Linked DNA regions of Neogale vison: region 2 is linked to region 1. A link is a contact called in public Hi-C data. All regions are on one chromosome and are shown on one strand. The core of a region is the stretch at or near the end of the contact, and the rest is flanking DNA. Distances in the headings are between cores, read along the strand shown.

Region 1 (3,901 bases), core at 831-3,330:
TTTTAAAAAACGTAAAGGGTAAGCATAATACTACATCACTATCTAGGTCACTCTACTGGGATTATGGAAAATAAACTTGTCTTTATGAATTTACTTTAGGAGAGCAAGCAGAAGGAAATTCATTAGTATTAGGACCTTCTCAAGGAAGCAGAAAAATACAAGTGAGAAAGTAAACCTATATCCTAATGTCCTAGCACAGGACTAAAACCAACAACAGCAACAAATTCTAAACATTCTAAATATGTCCAAGGTAATACTCACTGAAAGCAGATAGTTTGTATTGCCAGGGGAACAGCTATAACAGAGGAGAGGAATTATTTTGTCTCGGAAATGAACTTTCTTCCTTCCGATTCCATTCCTTCTCCCTGTACCTAAGACAGAAATGCAGGTGCAGTGAATGAACAAAATCAAGGCAGCCCAGAAGATACCGTTTTTGAAAAATTACAACTCCATTGAGCAATTTCTAGGAAAAAAGAAAAAAAAAAAGAAAAAGAAAACAACAGCTAGGAACAAGCTCTCCCTACTTCAAAACATTTCCAAATCTAAATATAAGGTAGCAATGTCAGTCCCAGGCACTGAATCACCTCATCCTTAGCGTCATCACCAAGAAGGGAGGACACAGAGGATCAAAGGTTTTATTGAACCTGAACATGAGACATACATTAAAACTTCTCCACCACTAATTTAGATCAAAACTTGCTCTCAGGCCAAGATATACCATTTCAAGGCTCTCTACTGGTTTCAGAATACAAGCACATTCCCAAATCCTCTGCAAAGATGGTGTTGAAGAATTACTGGACAGCATGCTAGGGTCCTGAGGACAGGTCATCTTGTCACCCCAGGTGGACATGATAATTGTTGGTAAGAGTCATCCATCCTTACTATTAGTTTTGCACAAATCTCTTCATAATCTCTTCAACAACTCTCCCCACCCCAAAGTAGTAGAGAATTAAGCTATTCCCAAAGATGTAAACAGGAGACTCCAAGCCCCACCCACACTATCCAAGGAGAGGGCAGTGAAAGAGGATAGGCCCAGAGGGATGAGGGTAAGGGAGTGTAGCAAAGTGAGGAGTTCAGATCAGGACAGGGAAGGGAGGAGGGCAAGGAATGAAGGGCAAAACCTAAAGCCCGGAAAGGAGAGAGAGGCAAAAAACCCAAAGAGTTTAAGCTGAAGAGGTAATGGAAATGGGGCTATGGGTGGATAAGGAAGCAGAGAGTGAGGGTGGGGCTTGGAAAAAAGAGAAGAGAAAGAGGAGAAAAAGCGTGCGCGTGAAAAGAGAGTTAGGCAAGAAAAGGACGAGAGAGTGGGCAAGGAGAGGCCGGAGCAGGGAGGGGCAAAGCAGGCAGAGAGAAAGGTGAAAGGTAAGAAAAAAAGGGGTGGGGAAAGAGAGTACGAGGCTCTGGGGGTAGTTGGGGAGACGCCAGAGCGACGGGTAGCGCACCGAGGGCCGAGCCGCGGGGGTGGAATCCAGACGCCGGGCGGGGGAGGGGGCGGCGGGACAGTGGGTGGGGGCCGCCAGGCGGCGCCGGAGACCACCAAACTTTACATAGACCCGAGACTGTTTCCTGGAGGGAGTGCAGAAAGGAGCTGGAGGCTCGCCTGGCCTCGCCTCACCTCACCTCGCGGCCCAGGGCAGGGGCGTCCGCCTACCCCTCCCCAGCAAAGCCTCCCGACCCCCCTGCCCTCGGCGGGGACACGCGGCCCGCAGGCCCCGCTCGCCTTCTTCCCCCGCCACCCGACAGCCCCTCCCCCACGCTGCCCCGGGACCCCCGCCGCTGACCCCAGAGACCCCGTTTCCGGGCCCCTCCGCTCGCTCTGGGGTGAGAAGGCCCGGCGGGCACGGCGGCAGCAGCCCGAGGGAGGCCGGGCCCGGCGGGGGAGGAGGAAGAGGGCGCGGCGCAGCCCGAGTTTCCCACCTTTTCTCCTGGCCCAGACGCAGCTGGGGTGGACGGGACCTCTCGCGCTCTGCCTTCTTCTCCTGCTTCATGGAGCCATGCGCCTAGGTGGAGGCTCCCGAGAGAAGCGGGCCCGCGGGCGGGCCGGACGCGCGGCGCGGACGGGGCGGGGCGAAGAAGGCCGGCGGGCGGGCGGAGGAGGAAGCGGCGGGGCGGCGGTGGCGGCAGGGAAGAACTGCTAGAGGTATTCCCCGGGCTGCTGGAGGACTGAGTCTAGCCGGGACCCGAGTCCTCCAGTATCCCAGCAGCAACCGGAGGCAGTGAGGTAATGGAGGAAGAATGTAGGGAGTCCTCCAGTGGACCACACGCCCTCTAGCGAGCCGCGAAAACCATAGAGATCCCGGAGCAGCCAGAGCACCGCCCCGCTACTGTCACGTGGTCTGAGTCCGCGCACTTTATTGGCTGGCGCCGACTCTACGGGGTTGAATTTAGAGGGCTGCTTTCCATTCGTGGGGCTGAGTCCCAGGCAGTTGGAATAAAAGGGTAGTCGCCGAGCGATTCCGGAGTCGCCGGCTGGCCAGCCTCATATCTGAGCGCCACGTTCCGCCCGCTTAGCCACCCGCACGGTCGGCCGGCGCATTGCACGCCGGGCTGCCCGGCCTCTGCGAACGGACGTGCAGCGCGCCGGGAGATTTCGTGCGGGCCCGGGAGGGCAGCGTTGTAGGCGCCGGGGCCCTGCTGGGGTTTCCCGTCCTGCGGCCTGGCCCTAGCCCTTCTTAGCACCCGTCACCCAGCTGCCCACGGCCCTTCCCCCACAAGCGCCCACGCCTCATGTTGCCTCACGCGACCCGGCCGCAGCCTTCAAAAGCAGCCAGGAACCGGGCAGCTCAGAGCCGCGTAAATCAAGCTGACCGACTGGCGACGGCCATGCCTGAGGGAGGTGTTCCAGGCCCCTTGCCAGACTCTTCACGGACCTAGAAGGGCAAACAGCACCCAGCCTTTGGTATCGGAGTCCATCTTTCTGTCTTGAACCCCCGAATTCCCAAGCAGGAGAGGACTTCGATGCAATTACCCACAGGACAGGATGTCAATAGGCCCAGTAACATTGCTCAGCATTAGCAGGGCAAGGGTCTCAAAAACACCAATATAAAACATTAAAAAAAAAAAAAAAAAACAAAAAAACTAAGAGTAATAACTTCAATTTCCAGTACTTGCTATTTGATTTGAGGACTTGGCATTTTTGTTAATTACAGATGGAATTGCACTAAGTCTTGTTTCCACCCTGCTCCCACACCCTCACCATTCCAAACGCAAACTGTACAGGCCCTGCAGCAAAGGCATGCCCTCTTTTAAAGCATTGCCAATCTTGTTAACAAAGACTCAAACCCACAGATAGACTGTTTTGTGTTTTGCTATTCTGTTTATGCACAAAGGAGTCCTTAACATGTTTGTCCTCAAGGAGCAAAGAAAAGTATCTAGTAAAAAATGCAAATCGTATCTGACAGTGAAGCTTTCCAGCAAAAACCTTCTGCTCTAGAATGCATAATGTACTCAAGCATAATCAGATCTACTACTACAGACTTCTAGCATAATTACCTGTAGGCAACAAAAACTGAGGAAACTGAGTATCCGATTGGTGTCTCTTGGACCTAAGCTCCCAAAGAGAACCTGGTGAAGGACAACAGAGAAAGGAACAGACAGCTATGCTTTGGAGAACAGGAGGCGACTTTAAAAAAAAAAAAAGCTATTTCTATAGCGGTCTTCACAACTCCTGTCACAGTCTTGACACACTTATCTGCTGGTGAGGCCACGTTTGCCTGTTTCTAACCTCTGTCTGCCTGAAAAACTGCAAATTAGATATCATATGGCCTGCAGCCAGAAATACAGGAGACAGCAAGCCAGAGGTCCGTTTTTTGTTGTTTTTGTTGTTGCTGCTGTTTTTTTTTTTCTGCTGTTTTTAAATAAGATGAAATCCTGACTTAAAATAATCCGAATAAATTTCACA
Region 2 (3,569 bases), core at 822-3,321, 180 kb after region 1:
AGTATTCATTATTTTTTCACCACACCCAGTGCTCCATGCAAGCCGTGCCCTCTACAATACCCACCACCTGGTACCCCAACCTCCCACCCCCCCACCACTTCAAACCCCTCAGATTGTTTTTCAGAGTCCATAGTCTCTCATGGTTCACCTCCCCTTAAATATACTTTATTTTTTGAAGCAGTTTTAGATTCACAGCAAAACAGAACAGAAAGTAGAGTTCCAGTATACCTCCTGTACCCACAGAAGCACAAGTTCCCCCACCATCAATATCCATAGTGATACATTTGTTATAATTGATATACTTAAACTGACACATTCTTATCACACAAAATCCATAGTTCACTCCTGGTATTGTACATTCTACAGGTTTGACAAATGTATAATTACATGTATTCACCCACAGAATATCATACAGAATAATTTCACTACCCTAATAGCCACCAGTTGATCCTTCCTTCTCCTTAACCCAAGGGACATATTTGTGGAATAGTTCTGTATCTTGATTTTGGTGATTACACAGATTTACATGTGATAAAAGGACAGAACTATACATACAGCTTGTATGCATGTCAATTTTTGGGTTTTGATATTGTGATATATTTAAGATATAATCATTGGGGGAACCTGGGTGAAGGGTAAATGGGACCTCAACGCACTATCTCTGCAACTCTGGTGATTCTGTGCTTCAAAAAAAAAAAAACAAAAAAAACCCAAAATGTTTTATTTTCCAAATAAGATACTGAAATTTCTGAGAAAGCTTGGGAAGAGAAACCCAGCTTTCTTAGAAGCTTTGCAGTATCACATGGTTGTATGTTAAGTATCACATGGGTGTATGTTATCACTAAGCAGTGTTGTTCATAGCAGAAGACCAAGTTAAACCAAAAAAAGTGAAAACCCAACTCCATAATGTGGTGAATTAAGAAACAATTGTTTTTACAGAAGCATCACCTGAAGTGATTTGAAGACTAGAAAACACACAATGGAACGCTAGTAACACAAAATCTCCCCCAAGAAATGCATTTTAAAACGCTCGTTTTCATTCCATAAAGTTATTTTAACTCCTTATGTTCCAGTGAAGAACAGAAAACCTAAAAGCTAGGAATCTCCAGCACAATACAGACATACAGCTATTAGGTTTAGAAGTGTTTTTAGTTCTCGTTCTGGCATTCTCTGAGGAAGGACTGTTTGTCATAAAATCAAGAGTCAGTCAAACTTTTACACTTTTTATGTACTTTAAATGTATATATTTTTTAAGATTTTATTTATTTATTTGACAGAGAGAGATCACAAGTAGGCAGAGAGGCAGGCAGAGAGAGAGCAGGAAGCAGGATCCCTGACCAGCAGAAAGCCCGGCGCGGGGCTTGATTCCAGAACCCCGGGATCATGACCTGAGCCGAAAGCAGAGGCTTAACCCCTCTGACTTAGTTAAAACTATATACTCCAAAGAGGTATTCATTTGTGGGTGGGTAAATTGATTTGCCCTGTGTCACATATTCTAAAACAATTTTGCAGTGATTGATTTGCGCTCCGCGCCCCCGCTCAATCAAAGGACAAAATAGTCCTTGCACAGAAGTTGTCGCTGCCGGTATAAGCTAAATCGTCTCACAAAATTTGAAAAAGTCTTCCTTTCCCACGCCCCCAGGAACGGTAGTTACCAAGATTTAGAGGTTAAGATAAAGTCCAAGTTGCTCAGAAACATTAAGCAATTTTGTTCCCTTATTGTGCAGCAGTTCTTTTAATATAAGGGTTTAAGGCAGTAGACTCTGAAGCGTCCTACAGTTCAACTCGGAAAAGTGGCTTAAACTGGTATCCGGCTTCATCACCTGATAACGGTTTTTGGGTCTCAGCGATCCCTCCTAGTCCCATTTCCGAGATCTTCAACGTGCTGTCCTTCCCAACGGCGCTACACAGAGGCGAGCAAAGAGGGAGGTGGTGCTTCCTCGGATACAAGATGGTGACCAAGCGGCGCTCTAGGCTGCCTCAACCGGGACTCGGTAGCCGGAAGTCCTCCGGCTCTCGCCATTAGGAAGCGGAAGTAAAAAGTGGCCTGCGGCTGGGCTATTGCTCCGCGAGACCGGCTTGAGGGGAGCCGCGGGAAAGGAGCGTGTCGGCCGCTCACTGGCGCAGCCGCTGCCGCCGCCGTCACCGCCCCGCCCCGGCGTTGTCGCTGGCATCGTCGCGGACGAAGCGCGGGCCCAGCATGGGCAGGAAGGGGGACGCGAGCGGCGCGTGTGCCGCGGCTGCGCGGCCGGTGACAGGTACGCCTGGCTTGACGTGGGGAGGTCTCGTGGACGGGGAGAGGGTCTGGGACGCGAGGCGACCCCGTGCCCCGGTCACCTTGAGCTTCCGCTTCTTTCCTGACTCAGTTTCTCTTTCCGTGCCCCAGTCCTGTCCTTATTTGCGCGTCCCCCGAGTTGCCCTCAGTGGTCTCTGGGCAAGGCATCAATTCTGCGGGAGTGACCACGGACTCTCTTAAGCGGTTTTGAGTCTTCAGTGAAGAGCTTTGAGGCCAGTGTGCCCAAGTGCAGAAGGAGGTGGGGGAAGTTCCCTAACCTGAATTTAGATCAACCCTGACCCCAAGTAGGTTGAGAACCAGCAGTTTGCAGGACTCTGATTGGGGAACGACTTCATTTTTTTATAGATTTCTGTTTTCCCTAAAATGAATTAAAGTGATGCATATTGGTTGCCGTTTTCATTTAAATACGAGGATCTGTTGGCTGGAGATTGGATGATCCGGTTTCACTTTTTGTGGGACCTGTCAGAAGAATAAGATCTGCATACATCGCCAATAAGTTATGGATGTCAACAGTTCTTCGTTGGCCAAATCTCCAGATTGTTTTGCATTTCTTGCCAGATTTGAGAACTAGCATATTTTGTTAATTTGAAGTCCGGAGGTCTTATACCTTACTGTGCTACACTATCTTAGAAACATTCATCGTGCACTTGCTGGCCAGTTTTAGTGTGATGTTTGAAACACTTTAAATAGTTACTTAACACACAAAATTTGGGATGATTGTAGCCTTTCCACTTGGCTTGCTTTTGACAAACTTTACACTTTTTTTTTTTTTAAAGATTTTATTGATTTTTACAGAGAGAGAGAGCGCGAGCGCGAGCAGGGGGAGGGGTGGAGGGAGAGGGAAAGAGAATCTCAAGCAGGCTCTGCTGAGCCTGAAGGGAAAGCCTTGATCTCTGGATCCTGAACTCATGACCTGAGGGGAAATCAAGAGTCTGAGCCTAACAGACTGAATTGAAGCACCTAGGTGCCCCCACACTCATTTTTATTAAAGGAAATAAACATTGCTTCCTACAATAGGATGGCAGCTTTTTTTTTTTTTTTTTTTTAGGATGGCAGCTTTATAGTGCATGTTTAGCTTAAGAGGAAGAAATTGAACTACGCAGAAAATTCTGTTAGATCTTCTCTGCAGTTACCAGTGATCATTTTCATACCAAATGAATAGTAACTACTTAAAAAAATTGGATTTATGGGGTTCACAGCAAACGGTCTTGCTAATAGGTATAAATGCATATTAAGTTTAATTATTTGGAAAGTAAATTTATTTCTCTAGAAG

What was found. A called contact is a pair of places that touch in the nucleus more often than the background predicts.
Region 2: a Hi-C map of fibroblasts shows a contact between it and region 1, with 4 times the contacts expected there. The contact joins the promoter of UGGT1 here to the promoter of AMMECR1L in region 1. A contact is called at or near these places in 2 of 3 Hi-C or Micro-C datasets (fibroblasts and muscle).

Annotation. Positions count from the first base shown.
Region 1 is chr3:112,493,298-112,497,198 of ASM_NN_V1, forward strand. It overlaps AMMECR1L (AMMECR1-like protein), which reads right to left and starts at 2,081. Exons shown (of 7, transcript XM_044242729.1): 1 at 1,918-2,081. It also overlaps the pseudogene LOC122903543.
Region 2 is chr3:112,674,725-112,678,293 of ASM_NN_V1, forward strand. UGGT1 (UDP-glucose:glycoprotein glucosyltransferase 1) reads left to right here and starts at 2,072. Exons shown (of 40, transcript XM_044242732.1): 1 at 2,072-2,258. The coding sequence starts at 2,201.